Regions from separate parts of the Mus musculus genome. Here region 1 is linked to region 2. The links are chromatin contacts, called in public Micro-C maps. All regions are on one chromosome and are shown on one strand. The core of a region is the stretch at or near the end of the contact, and the rest is flanking DNA. Distances in the headings are between cores, read along the strand shown.

Region 1 (6,732 bases), core at 1,616-4,115, 82 kb after region 2:
ATAAAGAGATAAAGAGAGCAGGGGAAAGCGTACTAGTCACCTTATGTTATTGGGGAAGAGCAAGGTAAAGTGCATTACAGGAAACCCTGACGTACCATCAAATAAGGCTGTGAGGGTGGGGAGGAGCCAAGTAGGTGGCTAAACCCTCAGTTTCATACTAGGCAGTGTCTGTCCCTTTGAGTTACGAGTTGTTCTGGAGCTGGGACAGGCAGGAGTAGAGGAGCTTGTCTCCATGCGTTTAGAACTAGTTCATTTGAGTAATTTTGTACATCAAAAAATGTTTTATTGATATAGGTATATGTGTTTATTTTATTGCCTTAGTTAGGTTTCTATTGCTGTGATAAGACACCAGAATCTAAAACATGAGGAGAGGAAGAAAGGGGTGCCAGGGCAGGAACCTGGAGGCAGGAACTGAAGCAGAGGCCATGAGGAGGGCTGCGTACTGACTTGCTCCTCCTGGCTTGTTCAGACTGTTTTCGTATACCATCTAGAACCACATACCCAGTGGTAGTACCACCCACGTGAGCTGGGCTTTCCACATAGTCGCTAATCAAGAAAAGGCTCTGCAGTCTAGTGAGGGCATTCACTCAATTCCTTCTAGCAAAATGACTCCAGCTTATCAAGTTGGTAAAAAACTAGCCAGTACATACATACATACATACACACACACACAAAAGAGAAACATAAATATACATACATAAATACACACAGAGAGAACAGAGAGAAACACATGCATATACATACACACATACATAGAGTGCTTCAAATACATATATATTATAAAGTAGCTAAATTCAGCTAATTTACATATACAGTTTTCTTACATGTTTTCTGCAGTGAGAACATGTAACATCTACTTTTTTAAGCAATTTTAAAGAACACAGTATAAGCTGAGTAAGGCAGTTATACACCTTTAATCTCAATACTCCAGAGTCAGGGGGCAAGCAGATAACTGTGAATCCAAGGCCAACCTGATTTACATAGCAAGTTTCAGGAGTACATAGAGAACCTTGACTCAAAGAAGAAAAAGAAAATAAAGAAAAGAAAAAAATTACACAGTGTAGTAGTAGTGTTATTAACTGAAGACACCGTGCTGTTCTGTGTAGCCCTTGAACTCAGTCATTATTCTTGTTTGTCTAAAAATTCAGACAGAATCTTTTGAGATCAGAAAGGTGAATCCAAGAAACACACATACAAGTGTACACATGCACACAGGTTTATTAATGATTTATTTTACAATAGATCTTTATACCATATATTCATATGAGTAGTGAACTTACCTTTGAGCATGTGGGCTCACCTATGACTTGTATATATACATATCCATATAAATGTAATAAATGCAGTGGTTTTCCTTAGACAGTTCCACAATGGCCAGTCTTTAAGTTAAAAACAGGTCTAATTACATTAGAGTTATTGAGCAGAAAGAATTAACAGAAAGGGATAAAGATAAACAATATTACAAATAGAATAAACTCCCAGAAGCGGTGTTTAAGGAGACGCCTGGGCTCCCAGGTTGTACGTAGCAGTCCTGAGCCCTTGTTGAGCCATCAGAAGACCTCTGCATGACGACGCAGTATTGTTAGCTGGAAACCCTAAGACATGTCATCATGCCTCTCGCTCTCCATAGCTAGTCTCTGCAGAAAAATTAACACTGACTTCCATGAAGGGATGTGAGCGCTGGAAACTGGAGCTTCAGATCTTACTCACACTACACAAGGACGCATCACTTCCTGCACGATTTTATATATAGCGAGTGCTTACATTGGGAGTTTGTATCTTGGTAGTTTACCGTGAGCTGAGACTTTGGCTTCTGTTTCCTTTCAGAGTCTTTGGCCTGGGAAAGCATAATCAGTCAAAACAGATTTATTAAATTCCTTCCATGAGCTCAACTATGGCATTTCCAGAATATACTGACATTTTAATCAGTGATAACAAGGAAGTTTTAAATTTCTTGTTGTGTTAAATGGAAAATTTCGTGCCTTGACCTGAGTTTTGTGCTTTGGATTAAATTACCTGGTTCTGAACCTGCTAATCTTAGCTAACTGAAAATTATAAGTAGGAAGAATTGCTGAATCCCTCTCCAGCTGCAGCCAAAAAGCATGGTGCCTCTGGGGAGGGACTAGCCCGTCCAGCCCGGCCACTTCACTTTCTGGATGTACATAAAGCTTGATTGGGGAAGAGCAGAAACATTTCTCCTTGCCTTGTTATTCTCTTTGAAAGACAGTACATCAAATGTATTTCTCCATTGCTATTTTCAAAAGCCATTTTAATAGGCTGTTTATTATATTTCCTAATTATAGTGCTGCTTTTGATACAGTTCTTGGGATAAATGTGGCTGTCAAGAAGTTAAGTCGTCCTTTTCAGAACCAAACGCACGCAAAGAGAGCCTACCGTGAACTCGTCCTCTTAAAGTGTGTCAATCATAAAAACGTAAGTCATGGCGCTCCTTTGTGTGCTTTGATGTTAGTGGTGTGACCAGACCGAAGATTGGCTGATGAGGAGAGAAACTATAAAATAGATTACATTTTTTTCAAAAATTAAAAAATATTCTTTATTACATCTAGTTATTGGGGGGGGGGATGCCACTGCTCACTGTGGAGGTGAGAGGACAAGCTGCCAGGTGAGCCTAATCTTGATACCAACCCTACCCCATCCTAACAGCTAACCCTAACCCTGAGAATAAATAACCTGCCAGAATCAGTCCCTAACCTTGACCCTGACCCTTACCTAACCCCTAACCTTAGCCCTATCACCTAACCCTGACCCTGACCACAATTGGTTCTCTTTAGGAGAGAGGTTCTATGTGGGACTCTGGGATCTCACTCAGGTCAGTTATCAGTTTGTGACAGTGCCTTTACCCCCTTCCCTCTTCTCAGCCCCTGAAAGAGATCAGTCTATGACATCTGTCTCCAGTTTTAGATGAGTGGAGACTACTTAAGATTGTACTAAACAGTTTATGTTCCCCTTTGTCTCAATACTTGTGCTAGACCTCTCTATATGGTGACATTGAGTATGCCACTAAGATCAGTTTATTCTTTTGTCACATTGTATTCTTTTAATTTGGGGGGAAGCTGGGGATTGAATCCAAGCTCTTATGTACACAAGGCAAGTACTCTGCCTCTGAGCCATATCCTCACCTCCACTCAGTTTGGTTTTTGAATTGGTTTTAGTTGGTTCAATGTTTGTTTTATTTTACTCTTCAATTTTGTCACTTTACAAAGATATGTTTATTATTTTTAAAAATTCAGGTAGTATAAGTTAGAAAGCAAAAATCCCTGGGCCTTCAACCACCAGTCACAAGTGTGAGCATTTCAGTAAGCATCCTTGCTTATGTATATTTACATATGTATAAATGAGACCAAGTATGCTACTATTCCTCTTTTTATACCAAGAAGAATGTTGATAAATTTCATACACTTTAATAGACACAACTGTAATATATTTTTAAGTGGCTGTATATACAGATATATAATAATTTAGTTAACAAATTGTGCTGGGTTGTGTTGTTGTTGTTGTTGTTGTTTTTTGTCAACTTGACACAAGCTAGTGTCACCTGGGGAAGGGAACCTCAATTGTGAGAATGCCTTCATCATACTGGCTTATAGGCAAGTCTGTGATTGATGTGGGAGGGCCCAGTGCTCCTAGACTGTGTTTAAAAAACAAGGTGAGCAAGCCGTAAGCTATGTTCCTCCATGGCCTCACCTTCAGTTCCTGCCTCTAGGTTCCTTGCTTGAGTTTCTGCCCTGACTTTCCTTTCTGATAGATTATAAACTATAAGCAAATAAGCCCTGTCTTCCCCAGGTTTGGCTACAGTGTTTTATAACAGCCATGGAAAGCAAACTAAGATACACATAATTTTGTTGGGTAGATTATTTCCAGTTTTGCTTTTTCTGTTAGAAGCCATGGTGTAATGAATGCCCTCTTCATACAACTTGGTCTACATATCCAGGCAGGTTATTGCTAGCCAAACAATCAGCCTAGCCCCGGTTTTCATACACGCTGACAAGCTGACGTCAGGGCGCACTGTCAGCTATGCTTGATGGGAGGCTTCTGAGGGCACATCTTCCTTCACATTCACCAGCACTGGCTGATACTGGTTTTGCTTTTCTTTCTGCCAGTCTGCTACATGACAAATAATCTTATCTTAATCTGTGAGGTTGAATTTCTTTTCATATGTTTATGGGATGTGTGTGCATGTATGTGTGTACAAATCTGTACATGTGTGAGCATGCCTGTATGTATGTGCAGGTCTGGGTGCACATGTGAAAGCTGGAGGTTGATGTCAGGCGTCTTTATGAATTACTCCCCACCTTATATACTGAGGCAAGATGTCTCAGTTGAACCTAGAGCTTGCTAATTTGGCTAGTCTAGCTATCCAGCTTGCCCTAGTGATCCCGTCTCCATCTTCTGAGCCCCGAAAATACAAGTGGGACACCATTCCCATTGACATTTGTGTGGGAGCTAGGAGTCTGAACTCAAGTCTTCACTGAGCCATATCTCGAGCCCCAACTGTTTATTCATTGAAAATTTGCTTTTCATGGTTGCGGCTCTACTTTTATCTTACACTGTTTGGTATCTTTTTAAAATCACTTGTAGGTGATTTTACATATCAAAGTTATTAACCCTTTCCATTTGGGGATTTTGCTATATAGCCCAGGCTAACCTTGAACTCTGAGGCTGTCCTTAAACTTGCAATCTCCTGCCTCAGCCTCGTAAGTCCTAAAGTTAGAGAAATGCCACCCATGCCCAGCTTCAACTGTTTCTCCCCCTTTCCCATTTGATCTCATATGTTGCTCTAGTATGCTGATTTTTTATTTAATTTTGGCTTTGTTTTAATGTAGTTAAATATCCTAGGTTTCCTATCATGTTTAAAATACTTTGTTACACCAGGAAATAGAATGTTTGCCCATATTCTTCTCTGCTTTATACTTTAGAATTTTAGACTTTATCCATTTTGTTTCCCAAGACTGAAGGTGGATACAGTTTCCTTCCCATTCTTGCTGGTTACCCCTTCTATCTGATGAGTAATTACCCTTTCTCTTGTTCATGTGAAATGACTGAGGGTGTGTGTTTGAAACACATGGTTTGTAAACACAGAGGCCACAAGGAGCAAGCAGTAAGATTGGCTGCTTAGCCCCGTAAGGGAATATAAGGCTATGAGACCTCATATTCATCACCATAAAGTATAAGCTCAGCCTTCTTATTTAAAAACTTTTCAGAAAGTTACATATAGTATTTGAATTTCCAGTTAGCACAGTGGAAACTATGCTAGCATAGCATAGATACTTAAGATATATCTCGTTCTACCTGCATGTATACTGCAGGCTAGCAGAAGGCACCAGATCTCACTATAGATGGTTATGAGCCCACCATGTGGTTGCTGGGAATTTAGCTCAGGACCTCTGGAAGAGCAGTCAGTGCTCTTAACCACTGAGCCATCTCTCCAGCCCCCAGCATAGTGCTTTTCCAACCATTATTTTTATATTTTACATATATTTAAATTCCATAGTAATGATTTAAGTTACTAGGGTCATGTGAGTGATTCTGTTAAAAGCACATCTTACTTCCAGTTGGTGGTTAAGTATTCCAATGCTGTGCACTAGGATGCTTTGGTAACAACCATAGTAATGAGAAATATTGGGTTCTGCAATCATTTTTCTACCTTTAATACATTTCAGTGTACACCAATTTTTATACTCAATCTGACATACTAAAGTATAATTAATTTTCTCTTTTCAGATAATTAGCTTGTTAAATGTGTTCACACCACAAAAAACGCTAGAAGAATTTCAAGATGTGTAAGTATCTTTTGCATCAGATTGAAAATTTAGAAACTCAGTGATTTATATTTAGAAAACATAGGCCATTTGCAAGCTCGGGACCCTAGGGTGCCACAGTGCCAAAGAACAAGGATGCCTGCGGTGTTGCTTTTAATCTAAGGCTGTGAGCCTGAGGACTCAGAGCTGTAGTATATAAGGCCTAGCATTCTGATTCCAAAACATGAAAGTCTGTTTCAGCTCTCAGAGGAGAGTCTCCTTCATTCTCTAGATTTGCTCATTCAGGATCTTGCTCTATGCTTTGTACTCAGTGCATTCAGACTCACATAATAATTACTACCCAAACACCCTCCAAAACACCCCTCACGTAAGGCTGCCAGCGCAGTATTCCTTGGCCTAGTCAAGTTGCTGACTTCAATTCCTCGTCACAGGGTAGATGGGGAAAGATCACAGTGAGGCAGTAGGAGAAAGGCTTAGGGGAGGAGCGGTTTGTTCTGCAGATACTGGGACAGAGTGGAATTGACATGGAAGGTGTAGCCAGAGTAAACGAGCAGCAGTGGAGCTTAGCTGGTGTGTGCTGCTACCCAGAGGTCTGGGTGGCTGGGTATGTGTGACAAGGGGGTATGGCTTAGAGAAGTAGCATGCATATAGGAAAGGAAGCCAGAGTGAGATTTCCCACATAGCAGTGATCTTACCTGACATATTTTAAAAGAACACTTGGTTTTGAGGGGCTGAGAATCCACTGTGAGAGGTAGGACAAAAAGGCCTAGTTAGTATGGGGAGGCAATCACTGCAGTTCATATGAGAGGTTCAAGTGGGTAATGGGAAGGGCTTGAGATTAGACACCAACACTGTCTGAGGGTGAGGCCTAGCATCTGCCGATGCTAGATGTGAGAGAGAAATTGAAAGCCACACATAAAGGCTTTTGGCTGAGATATGGAGAACTATGAGA
Region 2 (6,750 bases), core at 1,307-3,806:
TGTACTCCTGCCTCTGCCTCTGCCTCTGCCTCTGCCTCTGCCTCTGCCTCTGCCTCTGCCTCTGCCTCTGCCTCTGCCTCTGCCTCTGCCTCTGCCTCTGCCTCTGCCTCTGCCTCTGCCTCTGCCTCTGCCTCTGCCTCTGCCTCTGCCTCTGCCTCTGCCTCTGCCTCTGCCTCTGCCTCTGTGTGCCAGGATTGCAGGCAAGAGCTACCACACCCAGCTAGAACTCTTGTCTAACATGTGTAAGACAGATCTGATCTCTAGGACCAGAAAAAAAATAACAAAAGGATATTTTGGAGATAATGGAAGTGTTTGGGAATATTAAAGTAGTATTATGCCCACAAGAATCTTCATTTGTAAATCCACATGGTGAATTAATCATCTTAGAATTTGTTCCAGAAAAAAAAAGTGGGGGAGGGGGTGGTCAGTAAAACAAGTTGATTAAATATTGATGATGGCTGACTACGGGAGACGAGTAATGAGGGTAATTCAGGCTATTCTGGTACACATTTGAGTTTTTTTCCTAACAAAAAATAGATGCCTGCATATCTGCTATCACTGAGAAACATGTTCTAAAGATAATATTGTTGAGGAAAGGGAGTTGAGGTACACAAGCTGGGTTTCTATTTTTAAGAGGAGGTTTTTGTAGAGGGGTAAAGTTATTTCAGGACATGAGCAAAACTTGAGGAGTCAGCAGAACACGGCCACTGTGTTGATTGCTCATGTGACTCAAGGCTGAGAGTCAGAGACCTGAATCTACAGAGGAAACCAAGGGTGCCATCTCCAGGAAAACAGGTACAGAGGTGCCCCCCTGGCTTTAGCCACACCAGAAGACACCATTTCTGCATGCTTAGACACAGACAGGCCTTTCTTCCTGAACCAGCTGGGTTCACCCAACCATGTCAGTAAACACAGCCAAGAGGCTACAATAGAGACAGAGAAGGACTCTAGGCAGGCTCTGGGGGTCAGGTCATGATCTTGGGTTAGGCTACCTCTTGCTTGAGATGTCTGCTTTATTGCCCTGTCTGTATGGCTCACCCTTTTCTTCTGACTGATGGAGCAAAGGGTTCTGAGTCGCAAACCTAACTTGCTGTCCCTGCTCCAGGCTCAAAGATTTACAGCTACAGGCCACTATGGACCTGGGTAACTTGGCAGAGACATTGATATAGTTTCTATGTGATTTTCTGCTAAAGATTTGCATGTTGGAAGTTTGGGTCTCAACGAGGTAATGTAAGGAGAACCTGGCAGCTGAGGTGGTTCAGTGGGTAAAAGAGTTTTTGTTTGTGTTTTTTTTTTAACATAACTAATGATAAGAGAGAGTAATGTAAGATCTAAGAGAGGTAGAGTCTTGTGGGAAGTCATTAGGTCATTGAAAAGTCTTCAAAATAAAGATGTCATCATAGTTAGATGGACCACTCCCTGATTGCTGGCTTCTTGTATCACAAGATAACATTCATACCATTATGCTAGCATCCATTATAATGAGATCCCCCCTACAAGGCCTCCCCAGAAACCAAGGCCGTGCTGCTTGACTTTCAGCCTAACTGTAAGTTATTTAGTTACAAAATATTCTATGAGCCTGTTTTCTTTGTACATTAATCAGCCCCCACTATTTTGTTTTAGCAACAGAAAGCAGACTAATACAGGCAATTCACCTTCAGATTGAGGGCCCGCCTCTATTCCCTACCCCTATCTCCCCCCAACCCACCCTTACCTATACCATTCTAAGATGAAATGTATAGGAGAACACTGGTTCAGCTACTTGTGGAGATAGGCAGAAACCTGGATGGTAAGAGCAGCCAACATCAAGTTCCAAAGGGGATGAGAATACCTTGAGCACAAGCCCCTCTGTGGACATGGCCAGGTTCATTGCCAGAGACAATTGTCACCCTTGGGGGAGAGCTAGGATTGTCAGTTCTTCTCAGTGGTCATGACAGACTAGAAGTTCAGTGCATAGTTTTGGGATCTTATTCTGAGCTTAGTTTTTTAAAAAAAACGTAAGGAAGAGTCTGATGTGCTAATACACACCTGGTATCCCAGCACTCAAGTGATGCAGGCAGGAGGACCACAGGAGTTCAAGGTCATCCTCTGCTGCATACTGGGTTTGAAACCCTGTCTCTTAAAAAAAAGAAAAAAAAAAGGAATTCAAGGAAACAGAAGAGCAGCAATGTCACCAAGAATCTCACACTTGACTCCTTTTGGCTCCATGGGATCACTTTGGCTCTTGTGATCTCTATCTAAAGAATTCAGATAAGACAGACAGAGCTTATCTCAGCAGATAGGAGGAGCTTATTGCTGAGTGTGGTACTTACTCCAGGGTTGAGAGTAGACAACAGCCAAAGAGACCTTTATCCTTATCTACACTTCTTGCGAGACTCTTCCTGTGGAGACACAAACAAATGTCTTTTCATCCCAGATAGAGTGACACAAAGACACAGTCCACCCTATCTTCGCTTGGCTTACCAGTGAGTTCTTTGGGGGCTACTTACAGGGGTGACTTGAAAACAGCTGTATCACTGAAACGCAGCATGGCTGAGCCCTGTGAAGGCTGCGTGTCCCTGCAGCTCCCCGCACGACTTGCTGGCAGTTGTACCACAGGGTCTCCTCTCCTCAGTTGCTTGTGACTTGCATCACAGTGGGGATAGTCCTTGTGAATTTCTTTCAGAGCTTCCAGAACTTTGTAAGGTACAGAAAACTGAGTCTCATGAGACTCCTTCCTCTGTCAGGAGGAATTGTTTCCATTCAGAGGAAGGAGCGAACTGCTTAGCAGTGTATCTCGATGGCAGAACACTTGACCAGTGTGTTTGAAGACCTAAATTCAGTCCCCAGTAAAACACTAAAACACACACACACACACACACACACACACACACACACACACACACACACACAAAATGTTCTAAAGCCATCTAGATATGGGGTAGGAGGGACACTGGTTGGGAGAAGTAGCTACTTAGTATTATCCTAGGGCAGATTTTACATTATTTCTAAAATCTCTAGAAAGCAGTTTTTTCTGGGAGCTTTATGTTAGGTCTGGTAGACCAGTCTATATGTTTTGATTTCTACAGGGTGAGAGGTGGGGGTTGTATGTCTTCATTCTTCATCAGAAAGCCTCCTACTATATAGTAATCTTTAAGGTTTAGGGCTCCTGGGTCCAGGTTTAGATAGTTATCAATTAATGACATTCTAGGCAGTCTAGGATGTCACCTCACCTCTCAGGGCTGGGGACATGTGTGACCAGTCATAATTAGCCTTAAAGCTCCAGCCCTTTGGTTTTAGAAGCTGTTGTTTACCAGGGGAGGACCCAGCTCTTATGTCCCCTAATCCTGTTACTACCTAGCGAGCTACCCAACAATACCAGGGGCTCCTGGCGTCAGGTAGCTGTTACAGTGATTGTTCCTGTTTACTTAGGGCTAAGAGGTTGCTCAACTGCTCAAAGCAGAAAAGCCCTAGACAAACTCAGATAGCTCATTCACCTCAATTACTCCCTAGGCCAGTGTGGTGGCTTGAACAGGAATGGCCCCCATAGATGCTAGTGTTTGAATGCTTGGCCCATGGGGGGGGGGGTAGCATTATCAGGAGGTGTGGCCTTGTTGGAGGAACTGTGTCACTGGTGGGCTTTGAGGTCTCATATATGCTCAAGTCTGGCCAGTGTGACACAGTCTTTTCCTCGTTGCCTGTGGATCAAGATATAGAACTCTCAGCTCTTCCAGTACCATGCCTACCTGGGTGCTGCCATGCTTCCCACCATGATGATAATGGACTAAACCTCCAAAACTGTAGGACAGCCCCAGTGAAATGGTTTCCTTTATGAAAGTTGCTGTGGTCATGGTGTCTCTTCACAATGAAATCCTAGCTAAGATACAGGTTAACTGAAAAGAATATGCAAGGTTAGGAGGATGGTCATCTGGGGGTTGGGGATGTAGCTTAGTGGCAGTGTACTTCTTTCTCTACCATGCATGAGGGTTCAATCCCAGGGAGTGCAAAGAAGAGGGTCTCGATAAATGTGTTGATTTCACTTCTGTCTTCTAACACTTCAGTCTACTACTAGCCATGGCTAACCAAAAGCCAGAAAGCATGCCGGATGAGATGCTTTCACTGGGCACAGAGCAGGGTGGCTGGGTGTGGTGCTTAAAGGTAGACTGCAAGCAGGGCAAACGTGCAGTACACAGGCAAAATATGGTGAAGAGATTTAAAAGCGGGTCCTTCAGAAGATGGAAACTGAAGATGAAGGCCTGCCTTAGTCATTAGCCCCTAACCCGCCTCGAACACCCTAGAGGCTCCAGTGAGTGACCTGAACTGTTCAAGGCACCTCCTATATGCAATCATGGCACCCTCCCCAAAGGATGCATTCTGAGAAGCCTTGAGGTCCACAATGGACCTGTGAGCAAGGTTGTTATAACCTCCAAAGGGCACATACTTCTTCCTGGCAAAAGTATGTAGATCTGGTCCTTGGGGTTTGGGGGGTGTCAACAATGTCCTTTGTGCAGAGACCTTGCCCTATCTCTGAGTTGCTTCTGGGGTGTCCTGGAGGACTCTGGAAGGCAGGCCTTTCATGAACCCTTCTGGCTTTCTGATCCTAGTTCTCTGAGCATCTCACTGTGTATTTGAACCCTTTACCCAACGCTAACAGCAGTAGGAGTCTTTAGTTGGCTTTTTAAAGAGTATTGTAGTGTGTGTGTGTGTGTGTGTGTGTGTGTGTGTGTGTGTGTGTGTGTGTGTGTATCATGGTAAGAATGTGGAGATCAGAATGTCTTACAGCTGCCCTTGGCCTTGGCTTTGACTGTTCAACAAGCTTAGAGTTTCCCTCATTTTTTTTATCATCATCATCGTCATCATCAATCATTATCTTCCTCCTCTTCTTCCTCTCCTCCTCCTCTTCATTTTGTTTTGTTTTGTTTTGTTTTTGACAGGGTCCAACACTATGGAGCTCTGGCTGGCCTGGAACTTGGTATGTAAACTAGGCTGTCTTAGAATTCATAGTGAAATCCACTTATTTCTGCCACCTGAGTGCCGGGACTCCCATGGTCTTCCTATTTTAAAAGAATTGTGTAGAATCAGCAGCAACAAGCTGTTTATCTAATGCATCCTCTCTGGTTCTGATGGGTCATTGCCCCACACTTGAAGCCTTAGGGTGAACTCCTCACCACAGTCCAGGCTACTGGGATCCCTTCCTTTCTGGGATCCAAACAAAGGGAGCTCTGTTGGAGCAGGCAGACCACTGACTAACCAGCTACAACTGTGTCCCCTTGCCGCTCTTCAGAGCACCTACACTTCTGGGTTTTCCTGTGGCATCCTAGATCAGCTCAGCAAACAGATATACTCCCAGGAGCCTCTCTGATGCCTTCAGGAAAATCCTGTTTGTAGAGTAAATAAGTTAATGGGACATGAAATATTTACCTTGAAATATTAAACATGGGTCTCATTCCCCTCTCTATACCCTCTTTGCTCACTAGCCAGAATCAACATTGTATCTTTTTTTTTTTTTTTTTTTTTTTTGGTACTTAGAAGAGTCTAAAATGGGGCTTATGATCCCTGTCTCCACAGTCCCTACTACTCTCTATTGCCTCCTCTCTTCTTTATGCCTTCCTTGTTTATAGCATTTGCTTCAACTCTGGAGGCATTTAGTTCTGATAAGGTGTAGGATACCATCAATCACACAACACTTACTTTCTGTGACACTCACCCCCACCCCACCCCGCATCCCCTCCCCTCATTCCATTCCTTAGCTGAATTCCTTCCTGGCTTAGAAGCTTCAGTTAGAAGGTAAACTCGGATATACTCTTTTGAGCTCCCACTCTCTCTAAAGCTTTTCTGCCCCTTTCTCCCTCCCTCTCCTGTACATAGGTTTCTGTATATGCTTGCTCAGAGCGTCCCAGCGTGGTAAATGGGATGAGTTTCTCTCTTCCCCCTTGCTGTCACTCAGGAAAGACGCAGTGTGGAGAATATTTGTGAGATAAACTAATGACCTCTAGGTGTGAGGCTTCCTTTGCTTCTGCAGAGTTTCTGTTTGGGAATTTTGTTTGTTTAGTTGGTTTTTTTCTTTTTTGTTTTGTTTGTTTGTTGTTTGTTTGTTTGTTTGTTTCTGAGACAACTGAAACAGTTGGGGTGGAATGAGCTCAGGCAGTACCAGATAATGGAGAGAAGGGGGGAATAAAAGACCGTCACCAGCTGTCCTTGTCTGTAAAGTTACTACAACAAAACACCACAGGAGGCTTACAATCAGTAGAATCTAGTTTTTCAACGTTCTGGAGATGAGGAAGTCCAAAAATCAAGGCACTGGCAGATTCTGTGTCTGGATCATTTGGCTCTTTGTATGGATGTCTTCACATGGAGGAAGGGGAGAGGCAGCTTTTGGGATCTCTTTTTTGGCTTTCATTTTAAAGACATAGTCTTATGTGACTCTGGCTGGCCTCGAACTCTCTACATAGACCAGGTTGGCTTTGAACTCATAGAGCACTCTGTCTACCAAGTGCTGGAATTAAAGGCAGATGCTGCCATGTTCATCCTTGGGATCTCTTCTCTGTGGATAGCACTCCTTTATCATCTTCCTCCTGACCTGGCCATGAAGCTTCCTATCACCATTGGCTATACTACGGGGACGCTGACATTCAGATTAGAGAGAGCAGTGGTCCCCTGGCCTTGGCCACAGGTTGATGGGAACTACACACTTGGTGTGCACCAGGTACTCTCACATCACCTGTTTCACAGAACTGGTTAGTGCAGCATCAAATTTCCACTCTGTCTCGG

What was found. Hi-C and Micro-C count contacts between places; a contact is called where the count stands out from the background.
Region 1: a contact with region 2 is called in a Micro-C map of the G1E-ER4 cell line, with 1.7 times the contacts expected there. The contact joins two enhancer-like sites. A contact is called at or near these places in 16 of 39 promoter capture datasets (the 3T3-L1 cell line, 3T3-L1-derived adipocytes, the HPC-7 cell line and 10 more), 5 of 484 Hi-C or Micro-C datasets (the G1E-ER4 cell line, LSK cells, myocytes and 1 more), 2 of 115 datasets of contacts at active chromatin or transcription factors (double positive thymocytes and embryonic stem cells) and 2 of 9 other capture datasets (adipose tissue and pancreatic islet).

Annotation. Positions count from the first base shown.
Region 1 is chr11:49,861,241-49,867,972 of GRCm38.p6, forward strand. Mapk9 (mitogen-activated protein kinase 9) reads left to right here. Exons shown (of 12, transcript NM_207692.2): 3 at 2,304-2,433; 4 at 5,743-5,801. Among named protein-coding and RNA genes, the nearest start is that of Mapk9, 18 kb to the left of the region's middle. Within about 2 kb of position 2,866, at least 4 of the 459 cell types and tissues checked have an H3K27ac peak or open chromatin away from gene starts, as enhancers often do. A contact at or near this core is called in the G1E-ER4 cell line, where this site is marked.
Region 2 is chr11:49,779,730-49,786,479 of GRCm38.p6, forward strand. No RefSeq gene overlaps it. Among named protein-coding and RNA genes, the nearest start is that of Gfpt2, 11 kb to the right of the region's middle. Within about 2 kb of position 2,557, at least 12 of the 459 cell types and tissues checked have an H3K27ac peak or open chromatin away from gene starts, as enhancers often do. A contact at or near this core is called in the G1E-ER4 cell line, where this site is marked.